Linked DNA regions of Callithrix jacchus: region 1 is linked to region 2. Evidence: chromatin contacts called from public Hi-C data. All regions are on one chromosome and are shown on one strand. Each heading gives the region's core, a stretch centred on a gene start, on an enhancer-like site or on the middle of the called end of the contact. The rest is flanking DNA. Distances are from core to core; before and after follow the strand shown.

The links. Hi-C and Micro-C count contacts between places; a contact is called where the count stands out from the background.
Region 1: a Hi-C map of induced pluripotent stem cells shows a contact between it and region 2, with 1.8 times the contacts expected there. The contact joins the enhancer-like site here to the promoter of AP5B1 in region 2. A contact is called at or near these places in 2 of 3 Hi-C or Micro-C datasets (induced pluripotent stem cells and skeletal muscle).

Annotation. Positions count from the first base shown.
Region 1 is chr10:122,894,241-122,898,355 of calJac240_pri, forward strand. The region is part of intron 4 of LOC103796388 (a long non-coding RNA gene); the gene reads right to left. Among named protein-coding and RNA genes, the nearest start is that of SNX32, 15 kb to the right of the region's middle. Within about 2 kb of position 2,196, at least 6 of the 16 cell types and tissues checked have an H3K27ac peak or open chromatin away from gene starts, as enhancers often do.
Region 2 is chr10:122,858,602-122,862,734 of calJac240_pri, forward strand. It overlaps AP5B1 (adaptor related protein complex 5 subunit beta 1), which reads right to left and starts at 1,569. Exons shown (of 2, transcript XM_002755607.5): 1 at 1,047-1,569; 2 at 1-947. The coding sequence starts at 1,196.

The DNA.
Region 1 (4,115 bases), core at 946-3,445, 36 kb after region 2:
TTACTGACCCACTGGATAACTGGACTGATTACCCAAGACTGATCTCTTGGCCAGGCGCGGTGGCTCAAGTCTGTAATCCTAGCACTTTGGGAGGCCGAGGTAGACCGACCACGAGGTCAGGAGATGGAGACCATCCTGGCCAACATGATGAAACCCCGTCTCTACCAAAAATACAAAAATTAGCTAGCTGTGGCGGTGTGCACCTGTAATCCCAGCTACTCGGGAGGCTGAGGCAGGAGAATGGCTTGAACCTGGGAGGCGGAGGTTGCAGTGAGCCGAAGATTGTGCCACTGCACTCCAGCCTGGCGAGAAAGACTCTCTCTCAAAAAATGGATCTCCTGCTGGTAACAGCTGGTTAATTAGTCTCTGATTTTCTGTCTTCCTACTCAAATGCCCGAGAAGAGCTCCTCTGTGTTTAAATATGACCAAGCATGAATCTCTGGTCAAGTGAAGACTATTTCTAGAAAACAAGTAAGTCTTCCCAAATTTATCTGCCTCAGCTAGGGCTGGCATAAATCAGTTTTTCTTGAATTGGTCTCCATTACGTATCCCATTTTCTTCTCATCTTATTTTATTGCCAAACAAGAAGTATGCCACCCAAGCCACAAAACGGTAGACCACCAATTTCCGTCCTGCTACAACAAAAATTCTCTAAGGTTCTACAAATACAAGCAATTATTACCGAAGGACTTGTGCTGTAAGGGAAGAAGAGGAATGGAAATATTCCGGCTAGCACCAGGACTTCTGGGGACCCCAGGGGCTGCCTGGGTCTGGTCATTCCCAAGGAGATAATGTCTACGGCTGCTGACAGGTCTCTCTGGTGACCACGTTTTCAGAACTGGGAATTGGTGGCTGTCTGATGCGTAGTCTGACAAAGGGCCAGTGTGTCTCTGTCCCAGAAATTGAGATTGTCCCAGAAATCTGAGGCCACCTGGTTGCTCGCAGGACAGCTCTGAGAAGACGTCATTCAGCTGATTAAAGCAGATGTTCAAACTCTCGTCCAAATCCACCTATTTATTCAGTTTGCATCCCCCCAACCCCCATCAGTCTCCTTTTTTTTTGAGACAGAGTCTTGCTCTGTCACCAGGTGCCAGGCTGGAGTGCAGTGGTGCGATCTCGGCTCACTGCAACCTCCGCCTCCCAGTTTCAAGCAATTCTCCTGCCTCAGCCTCCCAGGTCGCTGGGACTACAGGGGCACGCCACCACGCTCAGCTAATTTTTTTTTTTGTATTTTTAGTAGAGACAGGGTTTCACCATGTTGGCCAGGATGGTCTCTATCTCTTGACCTCGTGATCCACCCACCTCGGCCTCCCAAAGAGCTGGGATTACAAGCTTAAGCCACCTCACCCAGCCTCAGTCTCCGTTTTTTTTTTAAAAAAAAAGAGAGAGAGATGCTAGGCCAGGCATGGTGGCTCAGGTCTGTTATTCCAGCACTTTGGGAGGCTGAGGCAGGAGGATCACTTGAGACCAGGAGTTTGAGACCAGCCTGGGCAATATAGCAAGACCTTGTCTCTACAAAAAATAAAAGAATGAGCCAGTGATGCACACCTGTGGTCCCAGCTAGCTACTCGGGAGGCTGAGTGGGAGGATCGCTTGAGCCCAGGAGGTTGAGGCTGCAGTGAGCTGTGTTTGTGCCACTGGACTCCAGCCTGGGCAACAGAGCCAGACCCTGTCTCAAAAACAGAGAGAAAAGAGAGAGATGCTAGTAGGAAGGAACGTCACAGCCTGCACATTCCCCGAAGGCGGGTATTTATGGCCCTCTATCTAGCTGGCTCTTTCCAGATTCAAAAGTAATTATCCCAAAAGAAGGCTTTATGGTTAAAATTAAACCACAGCCCAAAAGCTATTAGAACTGGACTTTGAACGAATGCCAAAGAGGAGTTCTGGACATCTTCTTGACAGAAAAAGAAAGAGACCTACCAGAAGGAAGAAATCGAAAACAAACAATAAAAAAGTAAGTAAAATGTTGAAACCTGTTCAACCACCCCACTTCAGTTAGAACGCACTTTTTAACCACATTAGGAAAGCGAAACTCGCCGTGGGTGGGGTGGAAGCGCTGCCAGGTCATCCTGTCTAAAGAAACTCGGGTCGCGCCTACCTGAGGGACGTGCGGGCGCGGCTCGGCCCCCACGCGGCGCCCCGACACCCAGCCGGCCGCCCGGCTCCCGCAGGCGCCGCGCCCGCCCCGGCGAGCACCAGCGCATCACCCCGGTGACGTGGGTCACCTGCCCTGATGCGTTATTCCGCCGCTTGATGAAGAAACCAGCATCTAAGAATACACAGAGGCGCACATTAGCGAGCACGAAAATGCCCCGGGGACCTGAGAGCTGGCGAGGTCACGAGTGCCGGGCTCCGGGCGGGGGCTGAGGGCAGGAGCGGCGATCCGAGGCCGGCTCAGCGGCGCCCCCTCCTGGAAGGCCGGGAGCGCCTCGCGCGCGGTTGCCGGATGGTCCCGCGCGCGCGCCACTGCCCCCTGTCGGACAAACGCTCTGACCGTTGACTAAAGCAAGTATCAGACGCCAGCCCCGCTAGGTGGCAAGCACGCCCAGCCAAGCCTCAGTTTCCACATCTCTCAAATGGCTACGACAGCAACACTATCTGCCTTTGCACCCCCCGGAGGGTGACCAGGAGCAAATGAAGGAAGCTTCGCTGTTTCTCCCTGGGAAGGCCTCCTGCTTAGGCCCTAGCAAAATCCAGGTTACCTCCCTGAGGTCATGCTTCTCCCCCGTATCTTAACTAGGAGCACAGTTATAAAAACCACGGTCATGTTGTTCTAAGAGTGGCATCTCTCTTCTAGTAGCTTCGATAACTCCACAAATGTATTTAACATGATTTTCTTTTTTCTTTTTTTTTAAGATGGGGTTTCACCATGATGGCTGGGCTGGTTTTGAACTCCTGACCTCAGGTGATCCATCCACCTCAGCCTCCCAAAGTGCTAGGATTACAGGCATGAGTCACCGTGCCCGGCTAATGGGATTTTCAAATAATTTTTTTCTTTTTTTTTTGAGACGGAGTCCCGCTGTGGCCCAGGCTAGAGTGCATTGGCGTGATCTCGGCTCACTGCAATCTCCTCCTCTCAGGTTCAAGCGATTCTCTTGCCTCAGCTTCCTGAGTAGCTGGGATCACAGGAGCGCTTCACCATGTCTGGCTAATGTTTGTATTTTTAGTAGAGATGGGGTTTCACTATGTTGGTCAGGCTGGTCTCAAACTCCTGACCTTGTGATCCACCTGCCTCAGCCTCTCACAGCGCTGGGATTACAGGCATGAGCCACCGTGCCCAGTTCACATTTTTTCTTAAAAGCATGTATCATAATTTAAATTAGTTTTCTGGCAATTATCCATACACTGTCAAAATCCTCCACCACACTGTGAGTCCTGTGGATTCAGGGACCTCCCTGTCACTGTCACTGTTGTGTTTCCAGAATCTGCCTAGCATAGTGCCTGTCACACAGTAGGTGCTTGATACATCGCTGTTGAACACACATGAATGAAGCCTACGAGCTGGTGGAGGTTAGCCAGAAACAGAAAGGACAAAGTCAGATATGGGGGAAAATCCTGTTTCCAGAGTGGTAACTCAAGTTCATATTAAAAATGAGGCCAAAGAGGCCGGGCGCGGTGCTCTTGCCTGTACTCCTAGCACTTTGGGAGGTGTAGATAGGTGGATCACTTAAGGTCAGAAGTTTGAGACCAGTGGAGTCAACATAGTAAAACCCTGTCTCTACTAAAAATAGGAAAAAATAGCAGGGCATGGTGGTACGCACCTGTAATTCCAACTACTGAGGAGGCCGAGGCATGAGAGTCTCTTCACCCTGGGAGGCAGAGGTTGCGGTGAGCCGAGATTGCACCACTGCACTCCTGTCTGGTGACAGGGTGAGACTCTGTGTCAAAAATTTTTTTAAAGGCCAGGCACAATGACTCATGCCTGTAATACCAGCACTGGGGGAGGCCAAGGTAGACGGATCACTTGAGCCAAGGAGTTCAAGAGCAGCCTGGGCAACAAGGTGAAACTGCATCTCTGCAAAAAATACAAAAATTAGCCAGGCACAGTGGCACACGTCTGTAGTCTCAGCTACTTGTGAGGCTGAGGTGGAAAGATTGCTAGAGCCTGGGAGGTG
Region 2 (4,133 bases), core at 319-2,818:
AGATGTGTGGATGGAGGCAGGGCAGGGTGCTGGGCGGCCAAGGTGATCCGGCGGAGCAGCAGTGTTTCATCCTGGGCTGTGAACAGGGCCTCACCAAAGGCCGCCTTGAGCGCAAGCACCGCGTGCAGCAGTGTCAGCTGTGCTGTGCCTAGCAGCCGTACCAACTGCGGCTTAAAGAGTGCTGGTGGCTGTCCCTGCAGACCCCGCAGGGCCCAGCCCAGCAGCCACAGGAGCTGGGCCTGGGCCACAGGAGTGAGTAGATAGGAGGTGTCCAGAAGCTGGGCCACCGCAGCCCGCAGCTCCCGCACCTCCTCAGGGCTGTGCCCTCGTGCTGTAAGGCTACGCTCCCCGTCTCCCTCCTCAGCTGCCGGCCAGCTGGGTGCCTGGGGCTGAAGGCGTCCATCGCCCTCCTCCACTAGTGCCCAATCCCAGGGACCACCCGCAGTTGGGGAGACTCTAGCCGTGAGCAGTGCCCCCAGGCCAGCCCCAGCCCGGGACTGGAGCACCAGGGTGTTTCGCAAAGCAAGGGACAGCAGCAGGCTGAGCGGCTGGACAGGGCCCTCCTGCCCCAGCAGGCCCCGCAGCAGCCCCAGGGAGCCCCCAAGCAGCCCGGGCTTGCAGCTCTCTAGCTCTCGCAGGCACTCGCAGGCGGTGGCCTGCAAGGGACGCTGTTCCGAGGCGGGGACAAAGCCTCGCCCCAGATCGCTGCCCGCCGCCAGGCCGAGAAGTAGGGGCAGAAGCCGGCAGGAGGCGCCCGAGGTGGGGCCTAGCGCACCGCCCACCGCCAGGGCTGTGGTGGCCGCCAGCAGCAGGGGCCGGCGGAGAGCTGAGGGCCGCGGGGGTAGGAGGACCAGGGTGTCCAACAGGGAGGTGGCGGCCACCTCGGCCGCAGTGGCGTCCGGCCACAGCTGGGCTGGGTACTCCAAGCTCAGAGCCAGCAGGGAAACCTGGATGGGGGATTAGGAGGGAATCACGAAGATGAGGTTCCGGACGCGGCAGGCTGGGGTGACCCTGCGGGCCGGGGCAGGGGACACGTGGGGGCCTACCTTGGTCTGTTCGCTCAGCTTCTCATTCCTCAGGTCGCCCAGCAGGTCGCGACCCAAATCCTCCGCCTCGGGACCTGCCATGAAGGCGGACGGGCTGGCCCGGAAGGCCCCCAGGCGCTGGGCCCAGACGTCCCGGCTTAGGGGCCCCATGGTGAGGCGCGCGGGTCCCCGCGCAGGGGAGAGGGAGCCTCAGGCCGCGGCCGCCAGCAGCGCGGGGCCAGCCGCCGACCCCAAGGGGCTGCGGTCACCCCTGGCCGCCGCGCAGATGCCGGCGGGACCCGCGCCCTGCTCCCACGGTGAAACCAAGGCTCTCCGGGCCGACGCCTGGGCCCCCGCAGGACAGGAGCGGGGAGGGGGCGAGGGCGGGTGCGTGCGGAGAGCTCGTTAGGCCGCCGCCCTCTCGCCCGCGGCTCGCACCGAAACCACAGAGCCGCCCGGGCCCCCGGCGCCCGCGGTAACGGGCTGCGCTCGCCGCCTGACTCAGCCGCTGCGGGCGCTCAGGCCGGCCGTCTCCTTCCGGGCTGGCTGCGCGGGGCGGGGCGCGGGGGCGGCTGGGTCTGGGCGGGGCGGGGCGTAACGGGGCCGCCGCCTCCCGCAGGTGCCTACTCGCCGGTTTCGCGGGGGCTAACTGTCCCGCCGCGCAGGCCCTCTTCCCAGAAACCGCCGCAGGCCCGGGCAGGAAAGGCGGAGGGGAGTGAGTCGGGGCGGCGGAGCGGGGTGAGCCTGGGCCCCCGATCCCGGATCCCGCGGCGCGGGGCTGCGATTCCGCGGTCCTCGGCGGACAGCGGCCCTGCCCCACCAGCGCCCGCCAAGCCGCGCAGGGCGGCATCCAGCGCGCCCCCCGCCTGCGCCGGGGTGCACCGCACCCTGCGCCGGCCCCGCGGCCCCGGGGGGCGTGGGTGCGGGTCCTGGGGCTCCCGGAGTGGCCGCTGGGGGTTAGCAAGGTGCGGTCGCAGGGCGCCCGCAGGAAGGGCGCCCCAGCTGAACCGGTCGGGCGGGCGCCGCAGGGCTTGGCTTCGCTTCCCTGACGCCTGCCCAGGCCCCCCACCCGCTCGGCTTGGGGGCGAGGAGCCGGCGCCGCGGTTGCGGCCCTCCGGGAGCTGCTGACCTTTGTTTGCTCGAGGCCGCGCTGGCGGCCCGCAGGGGTCGTGACGGCGAGGGCAGGGCAGGGCCCTAAGTTGAAAACAACGGGATCCATAATCGGGAAGTGCGGGCTGTCAGGGCCTGGCCGGTCACGGGGCTCAAGGCACGCCTAGTGATGGGGAAAACAAGGCCCGCGAGGAGGGCAGCCTTGCCAACCGAGACCTGGGGCCAAGCAGGGCCGGAACCCAGCACTCCTGACTTCAGTGGGCTGGATTCTGGCTGTTTGGGGGTATTCGGGGGAGGGGGGTGTCTGGGCCGCGGTCTCTCCCAGGCCAGAGGCCCAGGTTGCAGGTACCCCACAGACCACCGGTTTCCAGAGCACAGAACGCCGGCGCCCAAACCCCACCACCCACCTCTGGCTCTAATTAGCCGCTTTGAAGATGAAACGGGCCTGAGCCCCCATGCAAGGCACTGCCAACTGGTCTCTCCCTACCCCATCCTGCTCCAGATGGGCGGTGGTAGAGAGTCGAGGGGTGGAGAGTGCCAAAAAGGAGGCTGTCTGGGTGCCTTCGGGGATGGAGAGATACGGACCCACCCAGAGGGACAGGTCCAGCCAGAAGGCCCCGTCCTGGCTCCTCGGGGCCCTGGCTCCACAGTTGACTCACAAGGGGCAGTCTCAAACCACTTCCCTCTAGGTACCTCAGTTTCCCCATCTATAAAATGGGAGTGATAACTCCCACCCAAGAGGCTGTGGGGTGAGGCAGCCTGGCTAATTAAACCCAAGATGAAAGAGGGCAGGATGAGAGCAGCCCTGGGGAGGGGAGGCGGCCTGCAGCAGGAGCCAGTCTGGTTTCCCTGTCTGAGCCCAGAGGGTGCTGGTAACCGCACATCCTCGGCCCTCCCCACCTTCACTAAGTGGTTATTAAACCCCTCACAGAGTTGAGGAGACAGGCTTCCAAGGGTCAGGAGGCCTGGCACTGGCTCCGGCCCCCGGCTCAGCCTCTGACAGCGTGGCCTCTGCCACCTCCTGCCTGAGTCTTGGCTCCTTGGGGCTGAGGGAGGAAACCCACCTATGGTCTCCAATACTGCAATGGACGAATCCACATAGACTCACTGAGGCTCCTAGCAACCCCAAGTACCAAGGGTGGGTACCAGGCACAGGTGAGAAAAGGGAAGGCCACGGAGGCGCAGTCACTCAGTCACAGAGCCCCTCAGAGTGGAGCCTGGACTTCCACAAACAGCCCCTTGCTTCATCTGACCTGGTCCTCCCCCCCGCACCAGGTACCCTCTTGGGTGTCCAGGTCCCTGGGTGGGCCTTGTTCCCACCTGTCTGCTTCCCTATGGGCGAGTGGTGCTGGCTCTGTCCCTGGCAAAGCCATCATCAGACTCACCCAGGACAGAAACATCCCAGCCAAGGAAGGCCCAGGTGTGGGCCACTGCCAGATGCTGAGCTGGGAATTCCCCGATCCATGCCCTCCCCCATTTCTTCTCCTCCTGCTGAGTTTCAGTCCTCCCCATGAAGCCCAGTTGTGGGCAGACACTAGACACAAGGCTTGGAAAAAGAAAAGTCAATTTCCCAAGGGGTCCTGAGCCTCAGTTTTCTCATCTATAAAATGGAGCTCACAGAACACACCCTCACAGAACTGGGTGATGAGGATACAGGAAGGCTTAGGGGAACGAGTCAATAGGCTAACTCATGGAGATGGAGCAGACAGTGGGTGCCGGGCCGGGGGAAGGGGAGACAGTGACAGCTAATGAGTAGAGGGTTTTCTTTGGTGTGATGAAAATGTTCTGGGATTTAGTGGTGATCATTGTACAGCTCTGTGAGGTTATGAAAAAACACTGAATGGTATACTTTATGAAAGGGTGAATTTGATGGTATATGAATTATATCTAAATAAAGCTATTTAAAATGGTGTTTAAAAAGGGGGCCCACCTCAGACCAGCAGACCAGCAGAGGCACAAAAAGCAAAAATAAAATATAAAGGCCAGGCACTGTGGCTC